2 separate regions of the Oryctolagus cuniculus genome follow, and region 2 is linked to region 1. Evidence: chromatin contacts called from public Micro-C data. All regions are on one chromosome and are shown on one strand. Each heading gives the region's core, a stretch centred on a gene start, on an enhancer-like site or on the middle of the called end of the contact. The rest is flanking DNA. Distances are from core to core; before and after follow the strand shown. Region 1 holds the start of ASB7 (ankyrin repeat and SOCS box containing 7). Region 2 holds the start of SELENOS (selenoprotein S).

Region 1 (5,126 bases), core at 562-3,061:
AGAACGTCTTTGCGCCAGAAATTCCCTAAGTGGTCAGCAACATCAGAACAACTCGGAGGCGAACAGGCTGCCTTTCACTCTTGCTACGGGAGGTGACAAAGTCGCGGCTGCCGTGAGACCTGACTTCCGAGTCCGCCTCGCGGGGACGACACTAACGCTCACTTACCTTGGGCGGATCTGCGAGGCAGCGGCACACCACGCAGCGGCACGTGAACTAGACACGCAAAGTCTGTAAGAGCTGTGAAGCGAGAATCTCGTTTACGAAGTGTTGCCACTGGAAGCCCCACATACTTCAACACATCAAACGATCTCTCTGGTTTGGTGTTTTTTTTTTTTTTTAATTTTTTGAGTGTCAAATGACTTAATAACACATTGTGCAAAATTCTATCAGTTCTAGAAGATCTTCGGTGTAACAAACTCCAGTCCCTTCCTAGTCCACCTGTATCGGTCACCCAGAAGCCGAGTTCACGGTCCCCAAGTGCTCCCACTACTGCTGCCTGCACGAGGAAGGTGCACAGATCCACTTCTTAGTAGGAAAAAAAATCAAAATTATTTCCTAAAACAAGCCATTAATTTCCCTTCCCCTACCAAAGGCCGTCCCCTAGCAAACCCCAAAGATTTCCTGGTGGAGGAAGAGGCAAGGGGACACGGGAAGGGGTCGGGGAGAGCAGTAAACTGCGGGTTAATTAACACGCAGGGTCCTTCAGAATTAACGAGCAATTAACACGGAATTGAGGAATTCCTCCGAGAGCAAGGAAGCGGGGGTCGCTACCCGAAACCTCTCAAAGCCACAGGGCAGAGCTCATGCAAAACGCGGAAACACACGGGGCCGGGCCCTCGCAGGGGTGAGAGCCGGCTCCGGCGTGCAGGAGTTATCGGGGCGCCGGGGTCACGCGTGGGCAGCGGGGCCGGGAGAGGGTGCACTCCCAGGCAACTGCCCCCCAAATGCAGCCCCGCGCGGGGGGGGGGGAGGCAGGGATGAACAATGGGGGAGGGGAGGCCCGGCTCCTTACCTGGCCGCAGATGCTGGTGCCCGGCTCCCCGCCGCCGCCGGCTCCCACCTGGAAAACAGCAGCGGCGAGGAGGGGGCTCGCCCCCGCCCACCCTCCCGGCCGGCCCCGGCCCCCCGGCGGAGGTAACTGACTTTACCTGTCCCCTCAGCTGCGGCCCCTCTCCCTCCTTTGCGTCTCCTCCACACTCGCCAACTTCTCCATTGAAGAAACACCCCAGGCAGGGCCGGACGCGGGGGCTCCCCTCACGGCCCCGAGCCGCCGAGCATCCGCACCGCCGAGCAGGCGCGGGGCGGCGGTCCCGGCGGCCGGGCAGCCTCGGGGCAGGGGTGCAGGGAGGAAGTCCCGGCTCGGGTGGGGGGGCAGTCCCGGGCCAGGGGCTCGGAGCAGGGGCTTGCCGCACTCCGGGCCGGAGGCTTCCAGCTGCGGAGGGACCCAGGAGGTCGCGGGACAGCGAGGTCCCGGGTCATACAGGGGCCCAAGTGCCAGCAGCGGGGTCTCCGGACTGGGGGCTTTCGGGATGCACTTTGCACTGGGCCACCCCCGCCCCCTCCCTCCAGCACTTTGGGGTCACTGGGATGGGACCAAGCCTTCAGCGACCAATCAGCGGCCGCCCTGGAGCCTGAGCCCGGAGCCGTAAACCAGGTCCGGGGTGGGTGGGGGTGGGGGGTGGGGGCGACTTGGTTGGTTGGTTGCTTCCTTCTCTCCTCCTTACCCCGGCAGCCCCCACCCCCTGGATGCCGTAAAGCTGCCTGCGCATTCGCGACAGTTGGAGGAGGCGTGCCGATCTGGGCTGGGACTCGTTTCTGATTGGTCTCACTTGCTTCCCCCCCCCCCCACCGCGGCTTCCCCGCCGTGGCTTCCGAGGCTCCGCCCCTGGCGGGGGGGACTCGAAGCGGTTGCTAAGAGACGCGGTACGCTGAACGCGGCCTCTGCGCATGCGGGGGGAGGGGCCATCGTGTACTTTCCGTGAACTACGGTGGCCCGGAGAGGGTAGGGCTCAATGGAATGGCGTTGCGAGTGCGGAGTTCCGTGAGCAGGGTTCCGGGCAGGTAACCGGGTGCTCTCGCTGGGCTCGGCGGCGGGGGCGGCGTGCGTGCGGCAGGCTGAGGGGCGTAAAGGCTGTGGAGGCGGCAGTTGCGAGCCTTGACCCGTCGCTCCCCAGCGCTTGGGAGACGCAGGTGCCTGGCGCTGGTCGCTCTGTGGTTCCCCGAGACCCCGTTAGCCACCGGGCTGGGGGTGGGAGGGAGGACCGGTGATGCCGGCCCGGGCGCTTTCCGGCAAGGGTAGCGACCTTTCGGAATCGTGTGTGAGGGGAAGGCAGAGAGAGCGAGCCGCGGACTCGGGCTGGGAAGGCGTCTCCTGGGTCCGCGGCGGTGTGCTGACCCGGCGGCTGTTCCCGGGCGCCGGCCCGACGTTTGTGCCTTCACCGTGACGGGGCAGGCGGCGAACGCGCAATGGCCCGGGACCGGGCGCCGGGACGTCGGGGGTCGTGGCCGGCTGGAAAGTGACCTTGGAGCGGGCTCCGCGGCAGGGCCTCCGGAGGGAGCTTTGCTCCTGACAGACGCTGCGAGAAGCACGGCCGGCGTCGTGGACGGGAGCGGTGCGGGGCTGCGGGGCTGCGGGGAGGTCCCTGGCTGCTCTGCAGTGTGCGAGGGATGGGCTGGGCTGGGGTTCAATCACAGTTGACCGTGTCCAGTGTCCTCAAAGAAAGCCTTCCTCCTCCGTGTATAGAAGAAACATGCACGGACATTTTGTGGCAGGTGGGGTCCAAGGGTGGCGTTTGTCCCCCGCGGTCATACCCAGCGCCGTGCACACGAGCTACCCGTGGATGGCTTAGCTGGGCCCTGGGCTCCGTCCTGTGCTGGGAAACTCCTGATCGAGGTCAGGCGGCCGTGCGGGGAGGTGGACGCCCTGACCGGGGCAGACCGGGCGTGCGGCCGCGCTGGCTGACCCCGAAGTCGACATGCGGGAGGCTTTCCGGGGCTGCTGGTGTCTGTCTGGAAGGGTGCGGGCGGGTGGGAGGAAGCGGAGCACATCCTGGGCACCCTTAAAGTGCCCCCGAGAGCTTATGGGGCCAGCGCTGCGCCCTAGCAGGTGAAGCCCTCGCCTGCGGTGCCAGCATCCCACGGGGGCGCCAGTTCAAGTCCCGGCTGCTCCACTTCCAAACCAGCTCTCTGCTGTGGCCTGGGAAAGCAGTGGAAGATGGCCCAAGTCCTTGGGTCCCTGCACCTGTGTGGGAGACCGGGAGGAGGCTCCTGGCTCCTGGTTTTGGATTGACGCAGCTCTGGCCATTGTGGCCAATTGGGGAGTGAACCAATGGATGGAAGACCCCCCCCCGTGTGTGTGTGTGTGTGTGTGTGTGTGTAACTCTGACCTTCAAGTAAATAAATACATCTTTAAAAAGAAAGAAAGCAAGCCAAGAGTTTAATTTATGGGACACAGAGGTGAGAAGACCCCGGGAGTCAATCTTGAAGAGCCAGGGAGACCGGCTGATGGGTTTGGGGACTTTATCCTAGGAGAGTTGAGGGCTTTTGAGAAGGCAGTGGGCATAGGATGGGCCAAGATGCGGCCACTCAGGGAGGCGCCTGCAGCAGGTGTCCAGGGTGGAAGGGGTGGGGGGTGGGGGTTGAGACAGGTGGGGTGTGCAGGAGAAAGCCAGTTTGAGGGCGGATGGAAGGGGTTGAGTTTGCGTGGAAGGGGCCTGTGGGCCTCCAGGAGGCATCGGGGACTTGAGCCCAGCAGAGAGCCAGGCCCTAAAGGTGGGGGTACAGGTTGAGTGTCCCTCGTCTGAAAACCTGAAATGTCCAAAACGTCACATTTAACATTGATTTTGGGGTTTGGAATGGGATGCTCCCAGCCTGCAGAATTTCCAAGATCAGAAAAACCCTGAAATCTGAAATACAAGCATTGCAGAGAAGGGAACTCTACCTGCAGTAACCGAAGATCTCAGGAGAGGCAGGATGGAGGGACTGAGCACTGAGCACCTGCAGGTGCCACGTTTAGGATAGCGGAGGAGGGGACCCCGGAGGAGGGGACCCCGGCAGGGTGGCCGAGCGCTGAGCCTGCAGAGGGAGAGGAGCCACTCCAGGACAGGCTGACTTGTCAAGGGTTGGCGTGTATTTTGGGGAAATACCATGTTTTTGGCAGAACCATTTTTTCACAGGAAGACTGAAATGTCTGAGATGCCCATTTTTCCTTTAAAGATTTGCCCCTTGGGCCAGGAACTGAACGATGAAATCACACATGGAAAAGCACACTGGTTTGTAGGAAGAGGGGCATCCAAACGTGCGTTTTCTGGAGGGACCCTCATGCATGGTAGCGGGACGTGGGCATCAGTTAATCGATAATTAAATTAGCATGCACATCTGGTGAGCCCCAACGTTCTCTTTCCCTTGATCTGTGTAAGACTTTTCTGAAAATACAAATTCTTGGAAGAACAGCCTCACCACAGGCACGGAGTGGAAAACCCAAGTTCTGTTTCAGTAAGAGCCAGGTTCCAAATCATACATGAAAGTCCTTCTTCTCCGGCCAGCACACCGTGTAAGGCCCGTGGAACCATGTGGTCTGTCCTTGCCAAGGAGGCCTTCGGCAGGACTTGAAATTCAGTAAATCTGTAGCAGGCTGATTTCTAAGCGGATAACTTTGTGTGGCCTGTGAGTGATGTTATAAATACCCAAACAGCCCTTGGCAGGGAAAAGTCTCCCTACCCCTGCACAGCTGAATTCACCCAGAAAGTGCAGTTATCTAAAGGTATATTTGAAAGAAAATACATCCGAGTGTGGGAGCAGCTTGAAACGAGAGGTTTTGCCCAGAGTGTGGAACAGTGACGCTCAGAACGAGATAATTCTTCCTGAAAAAAATAATCACATAAGTCCAGCTTTGAGGGGCTGGCGTGCGGCCTGGCAGTTGGAATGCCTGCAGTCCACATCTGAGTGGCGGGGCTCAGTTCCCAGCTCCAGCCCCCGATTCCAGCTTCCTGCTAATGCTGGTCCTGGGAGGCAGCGGCTGATGGCTCAGGTGGCTCAAGCAGTTAGATCCCCACACCCCGTGAGAGACCCAGGTTGAACTCTGGCTTCTCGCCTCAGCTCTCTCCACCCCACCCCACCCCCCCCC
Region 2 (5,077 bases), core at 2,436-4,935, 530 kb before region 1:
GGCCTCGACTGCCCCCCGTCACTTGGCAACGACCGAGGCGCGGGTGCTGTTTCCTGAATAGATCTGGACTGAGCAGTTTGACCTGGTGAGGAAAAACCCACAAGCCCCCTGGTGGCATTGTGTGTGCCATCGTCCCAACTGAGGTTTTGCGAGACAGACCAGGGAAAAATGAGGGCTGCTGTGCCCAGAGCTCAGCCCCCAGGCATAACTCAGAACCAGAAAAATTGGGTTTACTGCAACCCAACTTCCCCCAGAACGCTGTGAACCTGCGGCTCTGTCAGTTGTAGGAGAAACTTGTACAAGGACACAGTCGCGCCACGTCCAGGAGAACTTGGTTTCTGTGGAACTGTGTTCCGTTGATTAGAATATTGTGAGTGGCCGGCGCCGCGGCTCACTAGGCTAATCCTCCGCCTTGTGGCGCCGGCACACCAGGTTCTAGTCCCGGTCGGGGCGCCGGATTCTGTCCCGGTTGCCCCTCTTCCAGGCCAGCTCTCTGCTGTGGCCCGGGAAGTGCAGTGGAGGGTGGCCCAAGTGCTTGGGCCCTGCACCCCATGGGAGACCAGGAGAAGCACCTGGCTCCTGCCATCGGATCAGTGCCGTGCGCCGGCTGCAGCGCGCTGGCCGCGGCGGCCATTGGAGTGTGAACCAACGGCAAAGGAAGACCTTTCTCTCTGTCTCTCTCTCACTCTCTCACTGTCTACTCTGCCTGTCAAAAAAAAAAATATTGTGAGTGTTGTGGGCCCATGAACTATAAATGTTGGAAATAGCTACCAGGTGTTACACGCACACCTAATGAGCATAACTTAGAGGCCACATGGGGAGTCTACGAGAGTGTTGTTGGATGAGGTGGGTCCTTTGTTGGGTTTGAGAAACGCCGTTGTTCGATGGCCCTCTGCGGTCTTCCTCAGCTCCCACACCTCATTTGTTTACTTCTGTGGAAAGGTGAGGTTTGGCAATTTATTGGTTAGCTGCTGCCACAACAGTGCTGTGTGGGAGGCCGCCACGGTGCTCGGGGCTGGTACGCCCTGTTATGCACACAGAGCCAGCTGTCAGGTTCAGTCTCACAGCTGGCTCTGTTCACTGCAGGCCTGGCTCAGCTCTATCTGCCTCCTCCTTGGACAGGTGAGCCAACCTCACAAAGGCACACGAAGTAAACACCAGAGGCTTTGTAAGGCCTCCAAACTGACACACTTTCTTCTGCCCACTGCTGTTAAGCAAAGCAAGCCACGTGGCCCAGCGCGAGTCGGAGGCTGGAGAACGGCCTTCCCCGCTCCTGGAGGCCATGGCAAGGCAGTGGCGCCAGGAAGGACGAAGGGAGGCCAGTCACGAGGCTGCCGCGGTCGCTGGCCTGGTGGCCATCTGCGCTTGTCCTCCTTTGCAAACAACTCCTGAGCAGTTAGCACTGAGCAAACTTTGCTGAGGTCACCGTACGCTGTGGACAAGCTTGGTGAGGTGACACACCCAGGCACAGGGCAAGGCTAGGAAGAAGGTGTCACTTCGTCACTGGGACCCAGAACAGTGCTGGCAGGACGGGGTGTTGGCGTAGCAGCAAAGAAGCTGTCCCCATCCCATGCTGGAGAGCTTGGCTTAGTGCCCCGCTTCCTGCTAAGTGCTCCTGGGAGGCAGCAGGTAATGGGCTCAGCCTCTTGGGTCTCCACCATCCACACAGGAGACTGGATCGAAGCTCCAGGCACCTGGCTTCAGCCTTGCCTATCCCAGATGTTGTAGGTATTTGGGGAGTGAACCAGGGATGGAAGATCTCTCTCTGCCTTTCTACTAAATAAAAATAAAAAAGAAAAACATGTTAGGAACTGAAACAAAACTTTATCCCTCACCCACCCAATCTACTCCTATTATTATACTAAGTATCTAAGTATACACGCTACAGTTCTCAATATACAAAGGTAATTTTATATATCTGAAATATTTTCACGAGTTGGTGTTGGTTTCCATCTTACTTTGCAAACCCTGAGTGAAAGAATCGTTCACTTTTTCCCCACAAGTGACATCACAGATGACGGACATCACAGACGAGCATGTGGGTCAACAAGGAAACAAAGCACTTACACCCGCGCTTCGTGATGTGCAGGCTGACTGAATTCACTGGGTGGGGGCAGGCCGGCAGTAGCCAGTGTCTGCACTGGGCCTGTCCTCCGCAGCTACTCCGAGTATCTTAGTTTCCCAGCTACACTGTAAGGGTGAGCCCAGGCTGCCAGTCCTGCCAAGTCACCAAGGAAAAATGAAACTGTGCTCCCAAGCATTGATTCCGACTTCGGTGCTGTGAGCCCTTCTCTGAGCAAAAACTTCCGGGGAGAAGAGAGGCCTTGACCAGTGGCTTCCGTGAACAGTGACCCCACACCTAATGTCCTTCCCAGCATAACAGGCCAGGCACTCTGATCTGTTGTCTGCATGCAGGATACCCAGGGCTCCACACCGCAACCATAACCCCAAGGAGTAATCAGAGTTCCAGCAAGATGCCAAGTGAGAAGACTCTGGAGCAGAGTGAAGGTTCATCGCTTTGCAAGTGGGAGGAAGGCATCAAGGCACCAAGTAAACCCCTTCCCAGTCTCCCCAGACTCGGCCAGCCTCCCAGGCCTGCTCCCACATCCAGAGCCCTCCGTCTCCCGGTGTCAGGCCATTTTCAAGGTGGCTGTCAGGTGAAGGGGCCCTGGACTTGATGTGGCCCGTGACCTCCAGTGCCACAGTGGGAATCTGCTTCCCAGCCCCCGGGGCATGCTGGGACGGGCAACGACTCTGCACACCAGCAAGGAAGAGCAGTGGGTCTGTGCCTCATCTCACTGTACTGCAGTCACCCTGGTGACGACAGGTGGCAAACTCTGATGTTACCACCTGTTCCCTAGTTTCTCAATTCGTTATGCTCCTGAACCTCGACTCTTTTGAAATACAAGTCGGTATGTGTGCTTCAACTGCTTCTCAAAGAAACCCTCGGGGTGCAGGTGTGGCCTAGTGGTCAAGACACCTGCATCTCACGTGGCAGTGCGCAGGTTCCAGCCCTGGGTCCCCGAGCCCAGCTTCCTGCCCTCGGGAACCCTGGGAAGCAGCCCGTGGAAGCTGAAGTGGCTGGATCCCCGCCGTTCACGTAGGAGACCTGGATGGAGTTCCGCGGCCAAGCCCTGGACACTGCGGGCATGTGGGCAGCGACCCAGGGATGGGGGTGCTCAAGTCTCTGAAATAAAAATAAATACGGCTTGAGGTCAAATTTCCAAATCGGTGGATACGGTGGGCATGAGCGGTGTCACGTGAGCCGTGGATGACGCCCCAGGACACCTGCTAAGAGCCAGACCGTGCAGAAGACTCTGGCCCACGTGGTACTGATCCAGAGAACCCCGAGGGTCGGCGGGGTTTTTTTTTGCCCGGCAGCAGGCGGCTGCCCTCGGTGGCTGGGGGTCGCCAGCCCCTGAGTCCCGCTGCCCAGTGCGCCCGGGCCAAGGACACGGACGCAAATCCCACCTCCGCGCGCATCCTCACTTCCTGGGCCTCAGGGTCCAAGCAGGAAGAAAGCACGCATGCAGCAAAAAAATCAGGGAAAAGGGGTCAGTCGCCACTCGCACCCACCGCGGGCCCGGCCCCGCCCGGGACGTGTTGGGCGGGTTTCCGCCGCTCCGGGGCTGACCACGCCCCCGACCACGCCCCCTCTGCCACAAGCTGAGCCGCGATTGGACGAGATCGCGGTCGCGTCCCGGCGCGCCACGTGTACGCAGCGACGAGCCGGAAGCGGCCCGCTGGAGGCGACGCGTCCCGGCCGGGCGGCGGCGGCTGTCATGGAGGGAGAAGGCGAGCTGCTGTCCGCGCGGCCGGCGCTGGAGACCGAGGGGCTGCGCTTCCTGCACGTCACGGGTGAGTCGCCGCGGGCCGCGGCCCAGCGCGCCGCCATGTTCGGTGGGTGGCCCGGTGCTGCCGCGGCCCTGGCCCCGGGAGGCCTAACCGGCGGCCGGGCGCTGACGCCGGCGGGGACCCGGCGCGGCGGGCGAGCCCCTCGGGTGTCTGTCCCCGGGCCCCGCTCGGGTCCGTCCTGGGCCTCCGACGCCCGGCGCTGTCACCTGCCAGGGGGCTGAGAGGCCTCGCTCCTCGGGGGTCCCGGCGCTGTAGCCTGCGGGCTGGCCCGCCGAGGTCCGCGGACGGGCGGGGGCGCGGCTCTCGATTCTGAAGGCTGTCTTCTTCCTTGCAGTGGGCTCGGTGCTGGCGAGCTACGGCTGGTACATCCTGTTCAGCGGCATCGTCCTCTACGCCGTCCTGCAGAAGCTGTCCACCCGCCTGCGGGGCCTGCGGCAGAGGCAGCTGGCCGGCGCCGAGGCCGCGCTGGGTCAGTGCGCGATCCCGTGTTAGCCTGCACCAGTTAGTCCTTGTTAGGGGCGTGGGAGCCTGGACTTGATTTCGGGGGCATGGGAGGTGTATTTTTTTTTTTCTTTTTTTTTTTTTTTTAATTTCTGGGATTTTAAATCGGCCGGATGGTACGCACAGCACTCAGGGCGGCGCCTGTTAGTGGTGGTTCGTTTACGGCACGGGTTAAAATGAACCCTTGATGGGTTTGCCTCCTAACTCGAGTTATGCCAAGGAGCATGGAGCGCCACATTTTGATTGTCACGACATCGCCCATCAGACCCGATTTCTAGTTCCCCTGAGTGGTGACGCTTGCACTGGTTAGGCACTGCGTCCCAGACCTGCCGGCCAGGCCCGGAGGTCGTGGTCGCGTCGGCCAGCGGTGCGGTTGTGCAGAGCCAGCTGTCGTTGGTCCGGAGGGGAAGGTGCAGGCTACATACAGACCAGAGAGGAGAGGGCTTCGTCGGGGGTGGTCACTTCTAGTCAAGGAACCCCAGAGTGCCCTCACCTCTGTCTGTCGCAGGCCTGACCTGCTGAGACGATGGAAGAGGATTCTGAAAACTCTGTCCTTGATTGACAGCTGGATTCGGGCCACCCTGCTAGGGAGGACTCCCCATTGTGTAACGGAGTCTCACTGCGGCCAGCAGACCGCCTGCGTGTTGCTCGCGGGGCCACTGCCCCACAGCCCTGTAGTTGGCATTGCCGGGAGGGGCTCAGAGACCTGCGCTTGCAGATG

The links. A called contact is a pair of places that touch in the nucleus more often than the background predicts.
Region 2: a contact with region 1 is called in a Micro-C map of ear pinna, with 5 times the contacts expected there. The contact joins the promoter of SELENOS here to the promoter of ASB7 in region 1. A contact is called at or near these places in 2 of 6 Hi-C or Micro-C datasets (ear pinna and an unstated tissue).

Annotation. Positions count from the first base shown.
Region 1 is chr12:9,937,023-9,942,148 of mOryCun1.1, reverse strand. ASB7 (ankyrin repeat and SOCS box containing 7) reads right to left here and starts at 1,811. Exons shown (of 7, transcript XM_008248763.4): 1 at 1,150-1,811; 2 at 1,014-1,061; 3 at 167-238. It overlaps LINS1 (lines homolog 1), which reads left to right and starts at 1,955. Exons shown (of 9, transcript XM_051822935.2): 1 at 1,955-2,062.
Region 2 is chr12:10,472,910-10,477,986 of mOryCun1.1, reverse strand. It overlaps SELENOS (selenoprotein S), which reads left to right and starts at 3,685. Exons shown (of 7, transcript XM_070053318.1): 1 at 3,685-3,858; 2 at 4,190-4,324. The coding sequence starts at 3,783.